Regions from separate parts of the Gossypium hirsutum genome. Here region 1 is linked to region 2. A link is a contact called in public Hi-C data. All regions are on one chromosome and are shown on one strand. The core of a region is the stretch at or near the end of the contact, and the rest is flanking DNA. Distances in the headings are between cores, read along the strand shown. Region 1 holds the start of LOC107900395 (cytochrome c6, chloroplastic). Region 2 overlaps LOC107901866 (protein NARROW LEAF 1).

Region 1 (6,118 bases), core at 2,328-4,827, 85 kb after region 2:
GCTTCAATGTTTCTTACTGACATTGCGCTTTTATGGTGGCAAGGTAGGACCACAGATAAAAGGCAAGGTGAGATTGGGACGTGGCAAGAGTTCCAATGCGAATTGAAGGGACAGTTTTACCCAGAGTTTGCCGAGGAAGAAGCTCGGGAAAAGTTGCAAGGTATATCGCAACGGGGCAGAGTGGGGGAGTATGTTCAAGAGTTCAAGGAACTCATGCTCCAAGTTTCAGATGTGACCGAGGAAGAAGCATTGCTTGCTTTACAGAATGGATTGAAGCCGTGGGTCAGACAGGAGGTGGAACAAAGAGGTGTCCAAAAGCTGTCGGAAGCCATGACGGTAGTTGAGTCCGTGGTCAAGCTTGGGTCTTCCAAGTCCGATATAAGCGGCGTATGTGAAATGGATCACAAGGAAGATATTGTTGATGGCAATGGCAACGGCGACAATAGTGGTAAAGAAAAACCACGAGTTGGGAAGAAGAAACCCAAGAGGAAAAGGGACAAGCTGAAATGCTTTCTTTGTGACGGTCCACACATGTTAAAGAAATGTCCGAAGAAATCCGCGCTTAATGAGAAGCCGGTGGGTAAGGCCTTGGTACTTGGTTCGAGCGCAAGGGGTGTCGAAGCCAAGGAGGCCGAAAGTGAGAAGAAGTTAGTGGAGTGCTTCTTGTGTCATGGTCTGCATAGGTTGCGGAAGTGTCCGAGAAAGTCTGTCATCGAGGGGAACGATGGAGTAGACAAGGAGCCCAAGAAGCTTGGTTCGAGCAAGGGAAAAGCCGAAGCCAAGAGGGCAAAGAGGAGCAAAAAAAGCAATTAAAGTGCTTCTTGTGCCGTGGTCCGCATGAGTTGCGGAACTATCCAAAGCAAGCCGGAGTTAAAAGAAAGGCAACGCCTGAGCTTGGTGAGTCATCGGAGGGGCTTCCACCCAAGGAAGAGATGAGTTTGTCATCGGACTTAAAGGAAAGAGTTGCAATGAAAACAGTGAAGCTGGGACCAATGAGGCTCAAGTTGAATGAAGCGTCGGAGTTGGCCGAGTCATCGACAAGGCTTCCACCTATGGGAGAGGTGGGTGGTGCATCAGACTTCAAGGAAAAAGAAGTGATGCATGTGGGACAGTTGACCAGAGTAAATGCAAAGGTACATTCGGAACACTGTGATAGTGTTTTGCATTCTAACTCGTTGACTTGGCAAGAACGTAGGGCCCTTTTGAAGTTCTTGAACAAAGAGGCCGAGAGACTGTGGACAAAGCGAAGCCAAGGGTGGCGAATCACGAGGATTCTATTCGAGCAAAGTTAGAATGTGGACAAGCGAGTGACATAACTTCTTGTCATCGAAAGTAGGACGGTTCGAGTGAAGAAACGACATAAGCCGAAGCAAAAGTCCCGAAGGAAGGGAAAAGCTAAGGCGTCAAGATGAGACCAAGGCAAATCAAGTCAGTGCCATTCGGAAGTCACAACGAGGACGTTGCGAGAATGGGTGGGAGAGAATGTCATAGGCCGCAGTTTAAAGCCCGTGACCATCGCACCAAATGCATCCAATGGAGGTCTATTACTCAGATGAGGATCATTTGGCCTACAAGAACTGGCCCGATTCAAAGAGCTATTGGAGAAGCCTGTCAGATTGAAGCCTAGTTGGCCCGATAAGTAAGAAATGGGCTAATATGGTAACTAATCTTAGAAGATCATATCTTGTAAAGATTAGATTAGATTTGATAAAGCTTATCTTGTAAATCCCTAAACTTAAGGGATATGGTTAAATCTCATCCGTCGATGTAAATGTATCTTGACCGTCGGTTTTGGGGGAGCTCAACTATAAATAGAGAGCCTCCCCCTCAGTTGTACTCACTCCATTCATTGTTTCATTATTCTTTGTGAATAAGAGAATAGAGAACATTTACTCAAACACTTTGCGAGTGTTCTTTCTGTTGTTCTTTATTATTCTTTGTTGTTCTTCTTTTGGCACAATCGTTTCCGCTTTACAAATGGGTGCCTTGGAGGAGTTCTAAAGAATTCTCACTTTTGGGCGTAAAGGCTGACTTAGGCGAGTTTGGAGCAAACGGATCACTAAGGCCGCACGGTTTGCAAGACGAAAGGTCTAGCCTCGTGACACTTGTACTAACATATTGCATACGATGATTTGATTTTAAGTTTTATTGTTTAAAGAATTTTTTTTCTCAAGTATTATTAATACTTTTGTTTAGAGTTTAAAATTATATGATTGTTTAATTATGATGTAATTATATTATATTAGAGAACTAGAATTGCTTATGATTATAAGAGGACCTAATTACTATCTAATAATAACAGTTCCTCCAATTACATTTATGAAATGGGCAAGGTTTGATTTCATTCAAGATTCCAGATCAAGCCTTAAACATGAATGGATGTATATCTATCTGTTTGGATAGTTAGAGGTAAAACAAGAAATCAATCCCCATTACTTGCTACATTTGGCCACCCTTGATCAGCCTGTAACTTCACAAACTCAGCCAAGAGCTTGATTTCATCTTCCTTCAAACGTGGTCCAAATGTGCATTGTCCCCTCGGCGTGCAGCTCTCGCCAAACCCCTTCAAACAAACCACACAAATCATCATAAAAATGATAGATACAGTAAGGAGGATCTCAATTTTCTATGTAAATTCTTACAGGCATTCTTCCCTTGCCATAGTATGTGATACGGTATATATCGTCTTCAGTGACAACCCCATTCCTGTAGGATAGTCATTCAATCAAATAAGCTTTGAAAATATCTAATTCAAGAAGAACATATTACCTTTCTAGGTCCTTTGTAAAGAGTGTTGCACCCTAAAAATGAACATGGAAGGGTGGATTAGAGAGGAAATAATAGAAACAATGATCATCTATAGTCGATGAAATACAAAAAAGTGTCTCACTGGTTGAATTATGTTTCCACCTCCATCATGACATCCAATACAGGCCTGTCCAAACAATGTGGCCCCTCTCTGTATATCTACGCTTTGTGCAATAGCTGCATCCATGAGAAAGATATGACATTAACTAAGCGAAAATGCTCCTCAACAATCAGAATCACGATAGTTTTAAGCAATGAATTGGGTAGTTTCAGTTAAAGTGAGAGCAATGAATTGTGTGGGATTGGGTACCTGGGGTGTTGCAGATAGGAGATAAGGCCACGAATGCAGCAACAAGAGGTGGAAACATGTTCTTGAAATGCGGTATTTTAACTTGTTCGACATGTTTGAGCTTTGAAGGAGCTTGATTTGCATTACCCTTTGGAAACCCTCATTTTTTTATTCACTCAGTCGGCAACAACTTATATGATTCATAGACGCACACAATGGAGAAAGAAGGAGAATGGAAAGGGTAACATATTACCTTTACAAGGAGACAACGAGGGACGTAGCTGCAAGGAGACACTGCAGAAAGAATCTCCATTTTCTCTGTGTTTTAGTTGTCTGAAATTGAAATTGAAATTGAAATTGAAATCGAAGTGCCCCCAGGTCATGGAAGACAAGCTAATCAGTTCAAAGTGAAATAATATAGCCCAGCGATTTGGCCCAATTCTTCCATTTTCTATTTTGGGCTGGATTAAAATTGACCAAACATCAAAATCCCTTCATCATGAATATTTTTAAAATATTTTACCAAGATTTTTTAAAATTACAAATTATACTGATATTGTCCTCACAACCTTTTCAAGATTTTATCAAATTAATACCAATCTTTAGATTTTTAAACACATCATAATTTCTAATGTTATACCAGTATTTTTAATACATACCAACATTTATAAGGAATATCTTTAGATATTTTGATATATCAAAAATTTTCTTTTATCTCCGGTCTATGAAGACCATAGCTTATATCAAAATTTCTTACATTATAACAATATTTCTAACGTGATACTACCAAAATCTCTAAGTAAATACTAAAATTGTTAATCGAGACCAAAATCAAAATTTCTAAATCTCTAACCAAATATTGAAACCTCTAACATATAAATATTGAAATCTCTAACATATACCCAAATTTCTAATAGTTGCCAAAATTTGTAAACAAATACCAAAGTCTCTAATGGATACCAAAATTTGTAACCAAAATCTCTTACGGGTACCAAAATTTGTAACCAAATATCAAAATCTTTAATAAATACCAAAATCTCTAACAAATATTGAAATTTCTAACAAACACCAAATTTTCTAACCGACTGCCAAAATCTCTAACAGGGACCAAAAAAAAAAATTTAACGAATACTTAAATTTTTTACTGGATACAAACATTTCTAACGTAATACCAATATATGTAATGGGATAGCAAAATTTCATATTCTTCGCGCTCGAGAACTTAGGTCCAATAAATTCAAATCAAAATTTCCGAATTCCAATTACCTAAATTTGATATTTTTAAAACAAAGTTTTTTTAATCCTTTTAATTTTCCTTCAAACCTTCATTCTTTTTTCTTTTCTCTTTTAAAATCTAGTGACTAAACTCAAAAATAGTTTTCAAAACTATTCTTCTTTTCTTTTTTTCAAATCAAAATCAACACTCAAATAATATTCTTTTAGAATCTTTCAATTTTTTTAACACCCAAATCTTTTTATGAAAACAAAAACAGAGATGAAAATTTCTTCATGCAAATAAATTTCTCCCAATTATTTTTATTATTAAGGCAAAAACAGAGATAGTTTTGATTATAATAAAGAAAAAAATCAATGAAGTTTTATTTTTTCCAAGTTGAAAAGTCTATATGTTTAATAACAAAAGCAAAAGAAACAATGGGTATCTTTTACTAAATAACGAGGGAAAGGGACTAAGTGTAATTTATTTATCATTTGTACTTGAAATTTTTCGAACAATTTGATTTAATAAAATTTCATCATTTATAATTATCCTTAATAGTTTTTGCATGCAAAGAAAAATGTAAATAAGTATTGATTCACTAATTACTTAATATTTAACTAATGCTAAGTTGGATTATGTGGTTGGATCATAATGTAAAAAATAACTTATATTAATAGGTAACATAAAAGGTCCATAGTCTGATGAAATGAAATTGAGTAAAGAATCTAATCAATCACTCAATTAGTCATGCCGTGTTCTTCGGTGGATCGAATATGATAATTACGGATCATACCGATTCACTAATTATATGTCGTCTAACACTAAATCAAGAGGACTTTCTCGATTTTGATGAAAAAAGAGGTTGTAAAATGAATGAGGTTATCTCTTAAACAAAAGAATTAACAAATATTGAATTAGAGAATATATGTGTGATTTCATTATTTCACGGGAAACTTTATTATCTAGAACTATTTATAAAAAGAAGAATAATAACAGTATTATAGAAGTGTAGCTTTCAAATGACACGTTAGCAGGGTCGTTTTTCTCGTTTGGGTTGGAGAGATTGGGAGAAAAAAAGGCATAATTTCCTGTCAATCCTTATACTTTTAAAAATTTTAAATTTAGTTTTTTTACTTTTAATTTTAAAAATTTAATCTCTTTACTTGTTTTTAAATTTAAGAATGCAATCCATCAATTTTTTATTTTAATAAATAAAGTTTAAGCGAAAACATTGTTAATTTATATATATCTTAAATTTGAATGTGTTATCACTTAATTTTTATTATTTAAATCAAACATTTAAATATTAAAATGTTGTATATTTAAAATCAATAGAAATTTAATAAAAGTGTAGTCAATTTTATTTTAATTTTAAAACCATTCGAGCATTAGGATTAAATTCCAAAAATTAAAGTAGAATACTAAATTTGGTGAGATGGGAAGATGTGTTTTTGTTATGGGTCGTAGATTAAAGCCTGTGACCATTATGCACAAAACAATTCATACAAGTCAACTTATTAAATAAGGCTCATTTAACTCACATAAAGTGGCTCGATTCATGAAATCCATGGAGAAGCTCATCTACTAAAGACCTTGGTGGCCTAGTAAAACAATCTAGTAAAATTAAAGTTACCTGGGTAAATAGTGTATATCCTAGAGAAATAAGATTGTATAAATTTTAAATCCAGTTGGTTCTGGGGAGCTCAACTATAAATAGAGGTCTTCCGTTCATTTGTAATTATTTCATTCATAGGTTGAGTATATTTGAAAGTATTTACTCAAACAATTAGTGCGCTATTTTC
Region 2 (5,447 bases), core at 1,786-4,285:
GGAATAGGTCAGATTGGTAATGTTCACATCATAGACTTGCAGTCTCCAGTTAGCAGTCTCATTGGAAGGCAAGTTGTCAAAGTGGGAAGAAGCTCTGGCTTGACCAATGGGACAATAATGGCATATGCTTTAGAGTACAATGATGAGAAAGGGATCTGTTTCTTTACTGATTTTCTTGTTGTTGGTGAGAATGAGCAGACTTTTGACCTTGAAGGTGACAGTGGAAGCCTCATACTTCTAATGGGGCAGAATGAGGAAAAGCCACTGCCTGTTGGGATTATTTGGGGTGGGACTGCTAATAGGGGTCGGTTGAAACTCAAAGTTGGTCGACCCCCTGAAAATTGGACTAGTGGGGTTGATCTTGGGCGTCTTCTAGACCTCCTCGAACTTGATCTCATCACAAACAATGAAGGGCTTCAAGGTATGTATTCCCAAGACTACCAGTCATTCTTTATCCAATTTTTAGCTTAGGTTGATTCTTTCTTCTTGGTGCTTATGAAGGATTTATTTCGCTAAATGGCATTAGATATGCAAACTATAATTTGGACCAAAAAAGATGAAATTATAAATAGACTGAATCATGATGCATTAATAGATCACACTGGTCAAGTGGTAATTTATTGCAAAAGGTTAGATTCCAGTTTTTAGTATTGATGTGGCTTAGTTCTTCTAATTTTTCAATCATTGATTATTTATTTAGACTTGAAAGTCACACAAAATGCAGTATTTTAGGCAAAGTATCATAGCTAAACAAAGTTCTGGTAGAGAAAGGAAGAAAGTGAATAAAGGCCAATGTTACCTTTATGGTTAATTTTTTTTTGCATCAGGTCTCTTTACATTGGCTTTGACTTTCTCTATTATTTCCTTATTGACATAGCTGCTGTACAAGATCAAAGAAGTGCTTCTGCAGCAGGGATTGATTCTACAGTTGGGGAGTCTTCTCCCCTGGTCCGAGTTCCATCCAGAGATAAACTTGATGAGAACTTTGAGCCGATTAATTTAAATATCCAGCAAGTTGAAGGTGAGCCTCAGCAAGGTCTCATACTACCAATCATGGGTACCAAGTATAGGGATGAAGCAGCAGTTAATGTGGAACACCAATTTATTCCAAGTTTCAATGGGAAGTCTTCAGTTCATGATCATTACCAAGGGGAGAACCCAGACTCTAAAAGTCTTTCAGCATTAAGAAACGGGTCAGATAAGGATATTTATGTTTCACTTCAGTTAGGTGAGCCCGAAGCAAAGAGAAGAAAATATTCAGATTCGTTGTGTATCGTGAAAGAATGGAAGTGAGAGAGTTTCGCCAGTCTAGGGAAATTGGCTGGAGATATCATCTTATTGAAAACAATCAGGCCAGACCACTGACAGGAACATAACTGTGAAGTGTGGAAGTGCATAAAGGAGATTGAGGTTCACCTCTTTTAGCAGGTCCAGGGGAAGTTATTATCATTTCCTCATCAAATCTTTTGGTTAAAGTACTCTAGTGGGAATTATGGACTGCTACTAAGAAGTAGAAGCATGGATAGGGTTGCTAGTAATTAAAAGAATAGGATTCTGTTCGGTTGGGTATACGTATTTATTTGTTTCTTCTCTTGAAAAATTTTGCTTGTAATTCATAAGATCTGTAGTTTTAACTTATTGATTCTGTATTGCTGCTTAAATATGTATTTCTTTAAACCGGCTGATTGAGTCCAAATTCATAGATTTGATGTTAAGTCAGATTTTCTTTTGGACAAAAGAATCTGATCCTCATACATGAAAATCTTCATGTTTTACGGTTTGGATGTATCATTACGTTATTCCAATGAACCAAATTTCAACCTTTTAAGGCATTCTTTTAAATTTTCTATTAATACAATAAGCTTCAAACAAGGTTTATCCTGCTTAGCACGTAGTCTATCATTATGGAAAAGATTTTCTTATTACACTATCCATAAATATTGTGTAACAAAAATTAATATATTATTGCTAAATATGTGTAGGTATCTGAGTCTTACCTTGTACAGTTGTCATGTGTGAGTTTTAATCCAGTTTGTTGGCTTTAGTGAGTGTATTTGTTCTTCTTTCTGTTGTGTAAATCACTTTTAAAAAATTAATACATTATTTAGTTGGTGGTTTTTATCAAAAGGAATACTTAAACTATCAATTTCATTTCATTTTACCCACGAAAGTGTACAACATCTAATAAAAATATAACACGTGTCATGTTTTTATTGGTTGGTTTTGTAATTTGGGGTAAAATGACACAAAATTAATAGTTTAGGCATCACCTATGACCACATTTAAAAAAAAAAACTTAAGTGGGAAAAGTGATAGTTTGACGGTCAATTTTATATTTAAACATATTCAATGTGTAACAACTCAATATTCATAATTATCAGAAAAATGTGGTTTCAAGATTAAACTCCTTGAGTTGAGCTAATCTTGAAATTTTTAATCGAGGAATTTATGTGATGATTACAAAATTAGGAATTAGAATTACTACTTAATTTAGTACAAGACTAAGTTCCAAGTCAACATAATTAAGAAGAACTGATTTGAGGAATTAAGTAAGTTCCCATAGTATAATTACACCAAGGACTTGAGAGCAAATAAACCATAAATAAAATGGGTTAGTGGAGTGGATTAATCCATGCCATTAAAATACACCAACATTTTCATGCATTGATTGATGACCATAAGATGAGATAATTCTTATTTTTATTATATATGCATGTTAGTATAATAAAAAGAATGAATGATGCTCATTTTCATTCTTTCTTAACGGCATACGAGGAAAAAGACGAAAATTTTTCTCCAAAGGTTTCTCCATTGCCGTCCATCAATTTTCAAGGTTAGGAAGCTTTTTGTCTTGAATTTTGTTAGATTATTAGTTAATGATGTTAGATAATTAGGGCCCAAGCATTGGAATTTCTAATTAATAAAGTTTTAATTAGTTAACATGGATGGAAACTTTGAAAATCCTAGATGAGAAAGTTTGGTTTCATGGGTAATTAGTATATTTAAGTTGTGATCATGGTGAAAATGAGTCGAGTAGCTAATGGGTATTGTTGAGACGAAGTTTGATTAAGTGATTATTAAAGAAACCCTTGATGAGTACTTGAGGATTAAAATGATAGAGATGACAACTTGGATTAAAATGATGTTTATTGATAGTTTGAGGTCCCTAGTGTATAGTTACGAAGTTAAATTTAAATTTAATTGGTAGATTGTAAAATACGAGAATTTCAGATATTAGAGTTTTAAGGGAATAAAGTGAAAAGTATGTATAACATGTTTAAGTATAAGTTTATATGCTAGATTTGAGAAACTAACACTGGCAGAACGTCGGGGGATAAAGACAAAAATGGGCGACGGACAACGAATACGGTTTGTGCTAACGTAATTTGACTTCATTGCATAAAATAATTAAATATTTTGGCTTGTGAAAAGATTGGTGTTAATTGTTGCTTTGATCATGTTATGTACTTGTTGAATAAGCATTTAAATGGTAAGTGTTGGATTAAATGATGATAGAGTAACAAATGCCATGTATACCATGCTTATGTGATTGCACCTAGTGAATAGTGATGAGTTGGATTTATGCTTTGTTGAAATTGAATATGGAAGAGTTGGTAAATAAATGTGTTATGCCATGTTGAATTGAATTGGTGATGTGTAACACCCCAGATCCAGCCTAGACGTTATGGCAGAATCTGACGATGTCACAAGATAGTGCTTTTCGAAAAATATGTCGCTGCTAAATCCTCTTTTTTATTTAATTATTTTTTTCATTATCTTATGTTAATTTCAAATCGTGTCGTTCGTTTCCAAAACATTATTCATTTACAAATCGTTATTCAATTTCAAAACGTTTTCTTATTGCAGAAGATTTTAAATAGTTTGCGTATTCGTGGTATTTTTGATAATACATTAATTTCATTTAAAAACCCGAGTTTTACCTAACACTAGCAGATTTAAATCATAAAACCGTATAAAAACCAAATTTAAACCAAAATCCGTAAGGGCCATAATTACAGCAAAATATTCCAAAATAAAAGTAAAATCATAAATAGGTAATAAACAGTGTAAAAGAAGTCGTGTGGCCACCACTGAGTCCTCCATCGCACCGATCCGCCTAAATCTGGGGATTACTTGTACAGATTAAACAGAAGGGGTGAGTTTACGTAAACTCAGTGTGTAATCCCTATACAAATGAACAGACAGTAAACAAATAATCAAAGTTTGGGCTTAAGCCCTTTTCAGTATCAGTATCAATCCAGTTTGGGCCTTAGTCTATCTGAGTACAAAAACAGTCATGCAGTAGAGCTTTAGCCCATCACAGTATCAGTAGCAGTAACAGATATGCAGTTACAAAAATCCTACCCATCTAGCCTCTACACACCATCTCCGTCCAACCCTACACTCCATGTGGGGATATAATCAACCCACCCATCCCTACACTCCAAGTAGTACAAAATGCGGCACTAGACAATAGTTTTCAGCTGAGCTACCAGTAAATTAGGCTCGAGGCCTTTCAGTACACTTCCTCCGAATATTATAATCCCCCAACCTAATGCAATGCAATATACAAATATGGCATGCTATAACATAACATCATGCATCTAAACAGGGTATACAGTAGCAAATCAGTGGGACATCATCAGGCTTAATCATATCAGTAATACAGTCATTTCAGTCAATTAGGGGTCTAGGTAAGCTTACCGACCCTACAGTAGATTCACAATCGACTTGGGCGACTCGTGCAACATTATCAGTCAAACAGTGAAAATGGGCCTACAAGCCCATGATGTTCGTCCGTGTGGGCCCACAATCCCGTGTGGCCCACATGACCCAAATTGGCATTGGCCTCGTGATCCATTTTAATGTAACCCGTGCTCGTTAATTATTCATATGTGTTTCCACTATTTACTCATATGATCCTTCAAAGCTGTCTACTTGAGTCACTATTACTAAATTATTTGTATCTTAAGCTATAGAATTTCGAATTAAGATCTACAAATTTTTCCTGAAACCAGACTCAAATATCTTCTTACCATAAAAATTTCAGAATTATTGGTTTAGCCAATAAGTACATTTTATTCTTTAAATTTTTACCTATTCTGCTATCTTACAGTTTTGACCTTTCTGCACTAAAAATTAATTATCTTCTCGTACAGAATTCAGATGATGTTCTCGTTTATTTCTCTTGAAAGTAGGCTTATTCAAGATTTTTAAAATATAAATTCTAACCCATAATTATTTTTATACAATTTTTAATAATTTTTCAAATTCAGGACAGGGGATTCCGAAATCATTCTGACCCAATCTCACTAAAATTCAAAGATCTCATAATATGAAATTCTTTTGCTTACTTTGTTTCTTCTATGAAAAACTAGGCTCAAATATCTTTAATCCCATATCTTTTTCATCCTCTAATTCGATTTCCACAATTTATGGTGAATTTT

Evidence for each region. A called contact is a pair of places that touch in the nucleus more often than the background predicts.
Region 1: a contact with region 2 is called in a Hi-C map of leaf, with 4 times the contacts expected there. The contact joins the promoter of LOC107900395 here to the enhancer-like site in region 2. A contact is called at or near these places in 18 of 34 Hi-C or Micro-C datasets (fibers, hypocotyl, leaf and 2 more).

What each region holds. Positions count from the first base shown.
Region 1 is chrD06:52,876,539-52,882,656 of Gossypium_hirsutum_v2.1, forward strand. LOC107900395 (cytochrome c6, chloroplastic) reads right to left here and starts at 3,578. Exons shown (of 6, transcript XM_016826009.2): 1 at 3,351-3,578; 2 at 3,119-3,245; 3 at 2,891-2,985; 4 at 2,770-2,801; 5 at 2,643-2,706; 6 at 2,291-2,563. The coding sequence starts at 3,410. The coding sequence ends at 2,423.
Region 2 is chrD06:52,792,441-52,797,887 of Gossypium_hirsutum_v2.1, forward strand. It overlaps LOC107901866 (protein NARROW LEAF 1), which reads left to right. Exons shown (of 6, transcript XM_016828025.2): 5 at 1-421; 6 at 878-1,823. The coding sequence ends at 1,293. Among protein-coding and RNA genes, the nearest start is that of LOC107901866, 11 kb to the left of the region's middle. Within about 2 kb of position 3,036, at least 3 of the 9 cell types and tissues checked have an H3K27ac peak or open chromatin away from gene starts, as enhancers often do. A contact at or near this core is called in fibers, where this site is marked.